Linked DNA regions of Hordeum vulgare: region 1 is linked to region 2. A link is a contact called in public Hi-C data. All regions are on one chromosome and are shown on one strand. Each heading gives the region's core, a stretch centred on a gene start, on an enhancer-like site or on the middle of the called end of the contact. The rest is flanking DNA. Distances are from core to core; before and after follow the strand shown. Region 1 holds the start of LOC123443054 (DEAD-box ATP-dependent RNA helicase 14). Region 2 has its middle 150 kb from the start of LOC123439565.

Region 1 (6,041 bases), core at 2,314-4,813, 880 kb before region 2:
CACTGCAAAAGAAAAAATATGATTTAAGACAATATTCTGTTATGGCTATATCAATATGTAGTTTACATAGAACAGAAATTCCATTTCTTAGGTACGAGTAACATTAGCATCTAGCAATGTGGATACACAAGTGAAGTAAGTGGTCTAAGAGTAGATCAGTGTAATACACGCATAAAGATAGAAGGAACATACAGTAGATGAAATTCTTGATGATCTACCAAACTTGATTGCTTCATCTTGAATCTGTGTTGCCAATTCCCTAGTTGGAGACAGAACTAACACGGTTGGCCCGTCCCTTGAATTGTGTCGTAGGTTCTTAACAAGTATAAACCCTGGGAGTAGATAACCCAGGGTTTTTCCAGAACCTGTCTTCGCCACAGCTACAATATCACTACCTTTTAGAGCAATCGGCCACGATTGAGCTTGGATAGGACTTGGTGCAGAGAATCCTGCTTGCTGCACCTGTAGACATGAGTAATATGTGAACAACTGAGTACTTGTATCTCATACAACCTAAATATACAAGCCCAATGTACAATAGGACAAAAAGGGAAAGGTTCCCTATGATATAACAATTTAGCTATATACTACCTCCGTTCCTAAATATAAGTCTTTTTAAAGATTTCACTACGGACTACATACGGAGCAAAATGAGTGAATCTACACTCTAAAGTATGTCTATATACATCCGTATGTAGTCTATAGTGAAATCTCTACAAAGACTTATATTTAGGAATGGAGGAAGTAGAAACTAATTCAGGTATATTGTAGCTAAATATGAAAAAACAAAACAAAGAGCATAGTTTTCAAACCATAGCAGGCTGGTTAAGACAACAGAACATGTTGAACTCCAATTAAAATTGTTGACTTCAAATATAGTACAAGGTATTGCTACTTGTATGCATTATGCTCACATACCTCCCTTAGAATCTCCGATGGGAAGCCAGTGGACTGAAACGACATGAATGGCGGTGGAGCTTCCCTTCCCGGGCACTGAAAGGTGTGGAATAAGTAAGTAACATCACACATAACAACAAGAAGTGATTGGGGGCATAAAAGAAGTTGAACACATACAATAATAGTAATCTCGTGCTTTTTACGGTATGCATCTACCGACATGTTTCCATTGGCAGCCTGCGGAGCTGGGTTAGTAGAAGGCATGGGGGCAGGATTTACTCCAGCTGAAGGGCGCTGCTGAAAAAGAAGATAGCATGTTACCATTGGGGAACAGAACAAGATCTGCATCACAGTTAATGTGGCACTCCTGCGGCATTTATAGAGCAATGCAGTATTAAGTAAGTGACCTGTAACGTGCTAGAAATATGTTACCTCAAAAGAAGGATCGTTCCTGGCCTTGTGATCAGCAAAGGGCGCATTCTGCATGCGGTTTCCGGCAGATTCAGTGTGCCGCTGAAAACAAAAACGGCATCTTATGATACTGCATAGTAAATGAAATAGACCCCCCCCCCCTTCTTCAGGAGTCGTGACAGTTATCAGTAGGCTTAACAAACTAAAATTTCCGCACTTTTTGAGAGTACGCCAAGGCATAACATATTTTTATAGAAGGCAGAGAAACATTACAAGAAGACTCTCCCTCGCTGCGAACAGCAAGGGTAGCACAAACTCCACACTAAAGTTAATCTGAAGACTAACCACCGCACAAATTACAACCGCAAAGCAAAAGGGCCTGCCCTTAAAAGAACATCACAGACCAACTCTGGCCACCTCCAAGGAGTAACTACTCCAACAGAACTTCCCTTGTCGACGCACCAACCACCCTTGAAGGCCTAAAAGAGACAGCAGGTGGGTGGCAGGACTCGGTCAGCCCGAGGAAGCCATCGTCTTGGACTCACCAGTGCCGGCATAGATAGCAACCCTGAAGATCAACCCAGAACCGCAGCAAACGCCAGACAAGTTTCCGGTTCATAGTTTTAAGTGGCATTGCTATTCTAAATCATGCTTCTGTTAATGATGTGACAAGTACAGTGCAAAGCCTAAAATGTAACCGCAACATGCTACATGACAGAAAAAACTAAACTCCTCTACCTCCTAGTTAATGGCATTTGTGTGGGTTGCCCAAAGAACTGAACTTCATGCTGAACAATCAGTGGCATTCATGTTGCAAAGCATGCTCATCTAGATGTCTACGTTATGAGACAGATACAACGCGGAATAAACAAAAAACAATGTAACAGTAACATGCGAATGATGGGAAGATGAGGAGAAAAAATCCCACCTTCGAATGATCGGGAGGCACACGCATTCTGCAGCTTGCGCTTGCGGCTGCTAAGCGACAAACGAAAAAAATCAAGCTACAGAAGCGGCAGGGGAGGAACAAAACCCCAAAAATGGGAGATCACTTGGGAGTTACCTCCGGCGGGTCTCTGTGCCTGGCCCTGCTATCTAAATCTGTGAGCAGCGGCAAACACCAGAGATATTTGCGGTTCATAGTTCAAGTGGCATTGCTATTGTAAGTCATGCTTGTGTTAATGATGACACAAATACAATGCAAAGCACATACATAATGTAATCCCAACATGCAATAGGCCAAAATAAACTTCTCTGCCTCCTAGTTAGTGGCGTTCGTGTTGTAAACCATGGTTTTATACATTATGAGACAGATACAACGCGAAACAAACAAACAAACAAACAATGATGTAACAGTAGCGTGCGAACGATGAGAAGATGAGGAGGAGATAACCCTACACCTCCAAATGATGGGGAGGCCACGCGCATTTCACGAGCGGCTCGCCGCAACTTGACCCTGCAGCCGCTATGCGACAAACGAACGAATCACAAAGGAAATCTCGTGCGTGCGTACATTTACTTACACCCCAGAAATCAAGCTACAGAAGCGACGGGGGAGGTAAGAAAAAAACCCAAAGCGAAGGGGGGAGGGAGATGGTTTGGGCGTTATACCTCGGGCGGGTCTCTGTGCCTGGCCCTCTCGTCGTGGTGGTACTGGGGCTGCTGGACGGGAGCGGGGGCGGGGGCCGGGGCCGGGGCGGGGGCGACGGGGGGAGGAGGGCCGGTGGGGCGGTCGTAGGTGACGGCCTTGGTCTCCGGGTTCCAGAAGTAGAGGTAGCCGGTGGTGCCATCGATGAGGCCCCTCCAGGGCTTGGGCAGCGTCGGATCTTCCGGCGCGTAGCGCGGCGCCGCGGACGCCATTCCTCCTCCCAACCCTACGCGGAAAGGAAAAGAAAGAGGGGAATCAGATCAAGAAGACCAAGCCGCAATGCGCTCGCGGGGCGAGGCGGGACGGAGGAGATCGGAGGGACGGGCGGACGAACCCTAGCGATCGGCGGCGCGGGCGCGAGGGGGGTGCTGGCGGCGGCGCGGCGGACGGAGGAAGGGGTGGGGGAGGGAGCCCTGGGTGTCGCGCTGTGGCTGCGCGTTGCCCTTTGCTGTGGGTGGGTGTGGGAACCCTTTCCTTCCTCGTCGATGCGGGGCGCGGCGGTCGCCTGGTTAAGTAGGGTGGGTGGGGGCCGAAGGCCGATGGAAAAGTAGTCCCAGGAATGGGAGCGGAGGCGTCGATGGTGTGGTGGTGCCTCGCTCACACACCTGCCCTGGCCTGACCCTGACCCCGGCCGGGCGAGCGAGGAATGGTACTGACAGGGTGGCCAGCTGAGACAAGTGGTGGTGGGATCGGGAAGCTCGAAAAGTGCAAGGCCCTCGCCCGCGCACGGCACGGCCCGGCCCGGCCCGAGGTTCGTTGCTTCTTTGCTGCTTTCGGCCCGCACACCGCCTAGCCCAGCTACTGCTTTGCTTTAGTTCTGGCAAACGCTCTCGCCTGCTTCTTCGTGTGCGTGCCTGTTCTCGTCTCACGGAAAAGCAGAAATTATCCGCATGTTTAAAGAGGAGGAGAAATGACAAGTACGGAGGAAAAATACGTCCTCCATGCACGGTGAACAGCGAAAGAACACGGGCGGAGGCAAATACGTCTTTGCCTTGACTATAAACGTTCTTGTTTGAGGCTAACGCTTTGCTATTGAACTTCACCGAACACGTGCCTTGGAAAACCTGGTGAGGGCATCGCTGACCCGCATACATTCCAAACATTTTTTCTACAAATTCGAATGAAATCCATGCAAAGACAGATTTTATATTACCAAACGGAAACATTTACATTTTTAATATATTTTTACTAAAATGGTCAAAACTATGTGCAAGTCCGGCCCCGCGGAGCTTCATTCCAACTACACGGATACATTATGCTAGTCAGGGTCGACCGTATGGAGCTCTAATCTCACGACACGTATACATTATATTACTCTACGGTCGGCCGCGACGGATCCCTTTGTATTCCCATGCATGTCAGTCCACTCATCGGACTGCCAGGAGCCCCAGAGGTATATTCTTCCCCCATATCTTCCCTATCTCTGCCTATGCCGCTCATCTGAGTGGTAAATGGGGTGCTTCAGCCGGAGGTGAAGGGGGCATCCACTTCCATGAAGCGCGGATAAGGGTTGGTTTTTAGGGCGGGGACGATGGTGGCCCGCGAGAGAGGGCGAGACATCGGTTGTGTACGCCGCCGACGCGTCGACGCCTAGGTGGCGGCCGCGAACGTGTTGGTCGTCGCCTCGTCAATCTCAAAGCCGATTTCTTTCTCCGTCGGCGGGGCACGATTCTGAGAATGTTGACGTCGAATGGCTCGGCGTCTGGCCTCATCCACGACAACCACGATGCTCATTCCGTCGTGCTGGCCTGGAGGCTAGAGCAACTCGCCACTACTCCGCGAGCTGGCTTGGAGCAGCAAGTTGTTCAAACATGCACCAGCACGGAGCGGCCACTTGCTCCGTTGGGCTCGACGAGCGAGGTGGAGCAATGTGTTGCTTGGCTCGTATCCGACGGGCTCGACGGGCCACCAGTGGGCTTTTATAAGACACAACTGATCTTCCTGCTCGTCGTATGCCATGGAAAGGGTTGAGAAAATGGTGGAAGGAGCAAATAGGGAGCGGAGGAGTGGTACGATTCTGTACCGACGTCTGGCCTCCCTTATATAGCGGGTGGGCGCGAGGAGCTTGTCCGTTGTTGTGTTTACTGTCGACCAACTCGTGAACGGACGGGTGGTCGGAGTAGGTTTTTGGACACATGCACGAGTTTATTGAAGGCGTTTGAATGCGGCGAGGGAGGCGTGTTCAGCCAGGTGTGTAGCGGGCGGCGCTTTCTAGACCGACAAACTGATAACCCACAAGTATAAGGGATCATTTGTAGCCTTTTTGATAAATAAAAGTGTTGAAGCCAACGAGGAGGTAGAATTAATATTTTCTCAAGTTATCGATGACTGATACAATTCTACGCGCTAACGCTTACTTTACCTAGGACAAGAATAAAATTACTTTGTAGGTGTATCTCGGTAGGTTTGCAAAATAATAAAGAACGCAGAAATAAAAATTAGGTGTTGTTTTAATAAAGAGTAATTAAGTTAGTATAGTGAGTGTGGAAAGTGATGGTAGGATTTGCAAGATTGTCCTCGACAATTGATAACAAGATCGATAATCATTATTGCAATTTTATATGAAGGAGAGGCATAAGCAAATACTTTCTGTATTTGAATCACATGAACTTATGATTGAAAATCTAGCAAGAATCGACAACTACTCGAGATCATTAAGGTAAAACTAACCGTAGCATTAAGTGTAAAGTCTCCTTTATCCCATGTGCAGCAATTGTTTTATTCGGGTTTAACCTTCTGCCACTCCCGCAACCCACTATAAGTGAATCATGAACATATTGAAACATCCTACAACGGTAATCTCCCACGAGTGCACGACACAAAAGACATCATAGGACAACACTAAAATAAAATATGCAACTCAAACCAATCAAGATCATCAATCAATCCATAGAATAAAAGAGATCTTTCCAAATATCATAAGATGACTACACATCATTGGATAATAATATATAACATAAAACACCATGTTTAAATAGGGGATACATCAGGTAGTTCTTCTCTATTCCGCGTCCTTATTTTCTGGCTGGACGTTGTTTCTTTTATATCCGGAGATATATAACTCCGATCGAAGAAAAGCTCCAAC
Region 2 (6,385 bases), core at 305-2,804:
TTATCATGAAGAGTAGTTGAAATACAATGGTAGCTTTAAATCTAGAAAAAAAGAGATACAAGATGTCATGGCAACTTTAGTGTAAACATCATAGCAACTTTTGGCCCCAAAAAAGGTCATCAGAATATACCAATATGGTATCTAATTTTGAATATCTCATCAAGACGGATTTAATGATAAAAACAGATTTTTAATTGGATTTTTATTTAAAAGATAAAAAAAATAAGTCTAAAAAATATCTGCTGATGTCGTATGCTTGACGTGGCAAAGTAAATGATTATAAAGGCGTGTGGATCATGTTGCCTTCTGCCACACTTATGTACGTTATCATTTAGGTGTTCTATTAATAATAAGTGAATGAGCCAATCTTATTACTGTAGACGTTTCAACAAAACATCGTACTAATTTGCTTCGTGCGAGTTATTCTTGTTGCGCCATTCATCGCTCTACACGATGGAAAACAACTTAACCTGTAGACCAGTTTTTTTTTGCTTTTTTATGATTTTTTTCCTGTTTTATTGCTTGTTTAAAACAGTTCAGAGTTTTAGACAAATTTTACAAACTTAAAATAGCTGTAATTAAAAAATGTTCACGACTTGAAAACCGGATATCCTTAGAGTTTGGATGATTTTTTTTGAATTTTTGTAGAACTATGTTTTAGCAGTTATGGACATTTTTTATATTTGATGAACAAATTTTAAATTCTATGATCATTTTTCTTAAATTTCATGAACAAAATGTGAAGTCAAGAACTTTTTTAATTAAATGAACATTTTCTAATACGATGAACATTTTTAAAATATATGATTTTTGAATTCAATGCTCATTTTGTGAATTCGACGATTATTTTTAATTTGATATTTTTTAAATTACTAAACACATTTGATTTATTTTTTATTTTTGAATCAATAGAAAAAAATGATTTTTTTAATTTTAGAATCTTTTCGGATAAATATGTTTTTGGAAATGGATGCACATTTTCTAAAAAGACAACTTTCAAAACCGGATATTTAGGCCCCTCACATGCGAAAAACTAGGGTCGTTTTGCGTTTGATTTCAGCTGGTTTGATCACTTGCGGGCGAGCAAATCAAGCAATAAGGTGCCTAGAGCAGCGACTCTAGACTCACCGATGAGCAGCAGCGTGAGCACATCGGAAGGGACCGTCGGGGTGTGGGTCATTTGGTGGGAGCGAGGAAGCGACGGAGTCGATGGTTAGTCGTCGATAGGTGCATGAGTGCGAGTGCAGTGCGGGGTGAAGGCCGAGTATATTTAGCCGTCCGCAGGGCCATCGAAAAGTGGCAGCAAATTTTACTCGACCGGGTGAAGGTCGAGTATATTTAGCCGTCCGCGGGGCCGAGGAATATTTTTTTACTCTACTATACACATTAGGAGTTCAAGTAGGTATCCGTTAGAGGAGTAAACTGATTTTTTACGCCCTAACCGGATTTAGGGGATCACATACCCTTAGTTTGTGTGCATTGCTTGACCGTGCTTGCTTGTGTGTGGAGGTTGGCTGGCGCAAAAGCATGGAGGGCCATCAGCTCTTGGGCCACTGGTGTGGAGGCCCTATGGGTGTAGAGTCATGAATTGTGGGGCATGGGCCATAGAAGGCGACACCCTGAACATTATAACTTTATCCTAATTTTTTCGAGAAAACTGAAGCCTCATCGGCTTATTATATAAAAAGCTCATTATATAAAAGAAAAACTGGTGATTTATCCTACCTTTAATCTCCCTGACCCATTGAAAGATACAACATCTCCATCCATGAGGGTAGCTCCAAGGTTTTTATACTAGTGGATAATTCACGTAGACATCTCAAGACTACAAACATGCAAAAACTTCAATGCCGCTTTGGTTTCGGCCAACGACTTGTTTTAGAAAACCAAGAAACTTGCTCAGGTTCTCTTGGATAGTGGACCATCTATGACAAAGAAAGCACGGGCAACGCCTGCTAATGATTGGGTGAGGCACCACATATTCTTAATATTGGACTCCTTTATGTCTGGTTCGAGATGCAGGATCCGTGCTAGTGTTCAACTAACTATAAACCAACAAAGCATCTTCAAACTATGTGAATGCTGGACTTCTTGGCTTCAGTACCTTCTTCTTTTTTGTGCCTAATGTTTGCCTAACTCCAAACACGAGAGATTTGGGACCCTCATGTCAAATTGAAATGCTCTTGTCAATTTATTATGTTAAGCATTATTTGGTCCTACAATATGCATCGCAACTAATGTATCATCTTACAAGTTTGATCAAATAATATGTGCAACAAATGAATTGACCAGTGCAAATGTCATATGAGACAAAGAATATACCGAGTCTGGTTGGACCATATTGTCGAACAATATGTGTGCATGTGTAATGCCCAATATGCGGTCCTATCCCCACGAAACTTGAAAGTATCGCTAAGGATAGAAGTGCATATCGGAGACACTTTAGCAAGATGGATATCATCAGAAATACATGTACTGAAGAAAATAAAATGAAAGATATGGGCTTACACTCACCACAAGTTACGACATGAATATCTCAATACATCAATACATAGTAATCATCATATATAAGAGCAGGATCCGACTACGGATGAAAACAAATGAAAGAAGATGACGCCGACCTTGCTAATCCCACGCTGTCAACCTCGAAGCCATCCTATGATCTTCGAAGAATAAAAAGAATAAGAACTCCAAATCGAACAAGCATCACTTTACCTATACCTGGACCTTGTGTTGTAGTAATCTGTGAACCTTTAAGGGACTCAACAATCTAGTTTCAAAGTGTACCAATACTAAAAAAGCTTAATGGATAAGGAATGGTTAAGTGGTGAGGCTACAAGAAGCACTAAGCATTTGCATCTGACTAACATACGAGTACAAGAAGAAGAAGACTATTTTACGCATAAACGATCATGAACTGGTAACGATCTAGAAGTGATCGTGAACACCTGCTTACTATTCAGTCATAACCCCACCGTGTTCACTTCTTGGTTCAAACATCACAAAAGAGACGATCACAGTTCTGCACACCGTTGGTGTATTTTAATTGAGTCTAATTCTAAGTTCTCGACAACCGTATTTTATAACTTTCCAAATCCCCCCATATTCGTGGGCACGACTTTCCAAAAAAATTAACCCTATTGGGATGCTCCAAGTAGTCCATCACAAATTACCACACACATCCGATGGAAAACCTCACACCATGAGTTCATGATGCTATAAGGTATCCTAGTCGACAAGCCTCTCATCAAAGATAAAACCAAACCAGCAAGACCTCCTGACGTGTCAATCTACTGATAGGAGCCGTGTATCTCGTTATTAGGACAAGGTGGATAAGCAACATGTACGTGTAAAACTAGACCTCGAGTTTCTCCATGGTGGCCCTGCACAATGTAGTTTCCTAATGCTGGTGGCCCTAGCTAGTGGTGAGACGAGGCACATACTAATCTCGATCGCTCTAGTTTCGGACCAACACTATTGTATGAATGCAGTATGTCTACCAGAGGAGGGGGTGAATGTGAGTTTAAAATTTTCTTTATAAAACTTAAACTCACAGAACCCTACAATGGAATGAAAGGAAACTAAGCTACAACTAGAAGCAACTAGAGTATGAAAAGACATAACAACTCAAGCATCGAAGGAAATAACATGATTGATATGCTTCGTAGAACACCGAAGGTAATGATCAAAGTTGTCAAAATCGTGACTCAAGTCTTAGAATCTTACGACTTTACGATCCAAACTAGCCCCTCCGATTCTACGATTTTGCTCATAGAATCTAAGATTCTAGGATCCTCGTAGTTATGATTCTACGATTCACGATCCTACCAACGGAGCTCCGATCCGATTCAGAATCGCGATTCTGACAGCCTTGGTAATGATAGATGCGATAAGAATCACCGTGAATGCTCGATGGCAACAAGGTGTTTGATAGACCAGTTCGCCCTTCTACAAAATGACTATGTCTCGTTGGAGGGGCTGTGACTTAACACCAAAGATAAATTCTCTTCACCCTATTCTCCTCGACAATTGGTTCATCATCCATTCCCGATTCCTCATGGTAGATACTTGAGGTGATCTTCGAACCTTTACATACTTCTTCGAGAACCACAATTACTCTTGGTTTCTTAAGACTTTGACACCTAGCTGTCTAGAGAGTTGGCATCTCTCAAGAGTAATAGGTGGAGCGTACTAGACTCAGATTTGAGTGATGCTAAACCATTGTCTAATTTTCTGGTTCTGGGATTTTCTCTCGGTTGATTTTAAATTCAAATCACTCAGGAGAGAGGGTATCTCACAAATACCTCGGAATCAAATGGAGCAACCAACTGATAAATCCGGTGTGGGGTGGCTATTTATAGCCTAAGCCTTCCATGAATGAAAATGACCATTTTGGACATGCGGTCCAGCCAATTGCCAACCGACACGTTCTCAACGATCGGATTTTAAGACAATGATAACATTAGTTGAGGAACAAGTAATGTTAACTACTCAGTCTAAGACAAATCTCTTGCAGCGAATAAGAACACAATCTCTTGTTGGTGAGTATTTCCTCACAACACAAAAAAATTTCTCACTCAACTCATATAGGATTTGATTTAGCACGAGCGAATCAAAACTTTTGAACTTAATACCCCTCTTAGTATTACGGTGGTCCTATGACTCAATGAAAGAGAAAAAGAACAATGAAACAAAAACTACGTCTTCACTTTGTCTTCATGTTCTCAGTTGCGGTCATATCCTTCGGATAGACAACAAACCAATTGCTTAGCGTTAACAGTTTTTAGGGGCCACTCTTGTCCGCATAACTTGATGTGATAATACTTTCTGCAATGTAGGAGATTATCTTTGGAGTTTGACCAAACTCCTCGAGACTCCACGTACGTGTTACTCTCTTTGCATAGCAAACACGTCGGTATCTCACTGAATATGTCAACAAACTCCAAAACACAAGGAGGCAAATCATTGCACCAACAATCTCCACCTTTTTAGACGATGGTTGACAAAACAGATAATCATCAAAGAAGAGATAGATGATGAAATAGACCCCCCCCTAAATGTATGCAAATATAAAAATTTGTGATAAGCTTTCCTGCAAATACCTGTGTGTAAGGAGGAAATTTCAATCAATCGAGATGTTATAATTGCACTTCTAAGATAAGTTTCATCGAGAGCGAAGTGCAATCATTCATAACTTCCGATAATAAGTCCACCTGCAAAATGGATGCTTAAAAAAATGTAGTATCAGGTGGTACATCCCAAATGTATCTACTTCTCCAAACACTTTTGCAATTTTTTGGACTCTAATTTGCATGATTTGAATGAAACTAACCCAGACTCACACTATTTTCAGCAGAACTGCTGTTTTTGCGCATAAATAAAAGTTCTGGAATTGGACGAAACTTTTTGTGGATTTTTTAGGAATATATAAACATAATGGAGGGAAGACCCACCAGAGGGGGGCCATGTGTTGGTGCCAAGCTAACAGGGTGCGCCCACCCCCTGGGCGTGCCCTGATGTCTTAGGGCCACCTCGTGTCTCCTCCGACCCTAATTCTAGTCCTATAAATTCCTAATTCCGGAGAAAAAAGAGATAGAAGATTTCATCACGTTTTATGAGACAGAGTCACCACCACCTCCTATTCTTTGTTGGGAGGGCTAATCTGGAGTCCGTTTGGCACTCCGAAGAGGGGGATTTGTTGTTGTCATCATCACCAACCCTTCCCCATCAACACTATCATGATGCTCAACACCAAGAGTGAGTAATTCCTTTGTAGGCTTGTTGTACGGTGATGGGATTGGAAGAGATTGATCATGTAATAGAGTTATTTCGACATGGCTTTGATCCCTAGTATCCACTGTGTTCTGAGATTGATGTTGCTATGGTTTTTCTATGCTTAATGCTTGTCACTAGGTGATACGTCTCCAACATATCTACTTTTCCAAACACTTTTGCTCTCATTTTGGTCCCTAATTTGTATGATTTGAATGAAACTAACACGAACTGATGTTGTTTTCAGCAGAACCACCTTGGTGTTATTTTTGTGTAGAAATAAAGTTCTTAGAATCAGACGAAACTTTTTGTGAATTATTTCTGATATTTATAAGGGTTTGAGGAGTTCATGTATACACTATGTGTTAATGCTTTGCTCCGGTTCTCCATTAAAAAGAGGCCTTAATATCCCTAAGTTTCCAACAGGACCCCGCTGCCACGGGAGGGAAGGAAAAAATATGTCATGCAAGTTCTCGTCGCAAGCACGTATGACTATATACAGAATACATGCCTACATTATATTGATGAATTGGAACTAGTTCTATGTCGCCCTAGTGTGTAATTGATATATGATCAATGTCATCTAAATCATTATTTACTGCTGATCCACGTG

What was found. A called contact is a pair of places that touch in the nucleus more often than the background predicts.
Region 1: a Hi-C map of leaf shows a contact between it and region 2, with 3 times the contacts expected there. The contact joins the promoter of LOC123443054 here to the enhancer-like site in region 2. A contact is called at or near these places in 2 of 6 Hi-C or Micro-C datasets (leaf and seedling).

Annotation. Positions count from the first base shown.
Region 1 is chr3H:80,849,968-80,856,008 of MorexV3_pseudomolecules_assembly, reverse strand. LOC123443054 (DEAD-box ATP-dependent RNA helicase 14) reads right to left here and starts at 3,563. Exons shown (of 12, transcript XM_045119292.1): 1 at 3,291-3,563; 2 at 2,920-3,182; 3 at 1,330-1,410; 4 at 1,075-1,194; 5 at 919-993; 6 at 193-462; 7 at 1-2. The coding sequence starts at 3,168.
Region 2 is chr3H:79,966,205-79,972,589 of MorexV3_pseudomolecules_assembly, reverse strand. No RefSeq gene overlaps it. Among protein-coding and RNA genes, the nearest start is that of LOC123439565, 150 kb to the right of the region's middle. Within about 2 kb of position 1,554, at least 1 of the 3 cell types and tissues checked has open chromatin away from gene starts, as enhancers often do. A contact at or near this core is called in leaf, where this site is marked.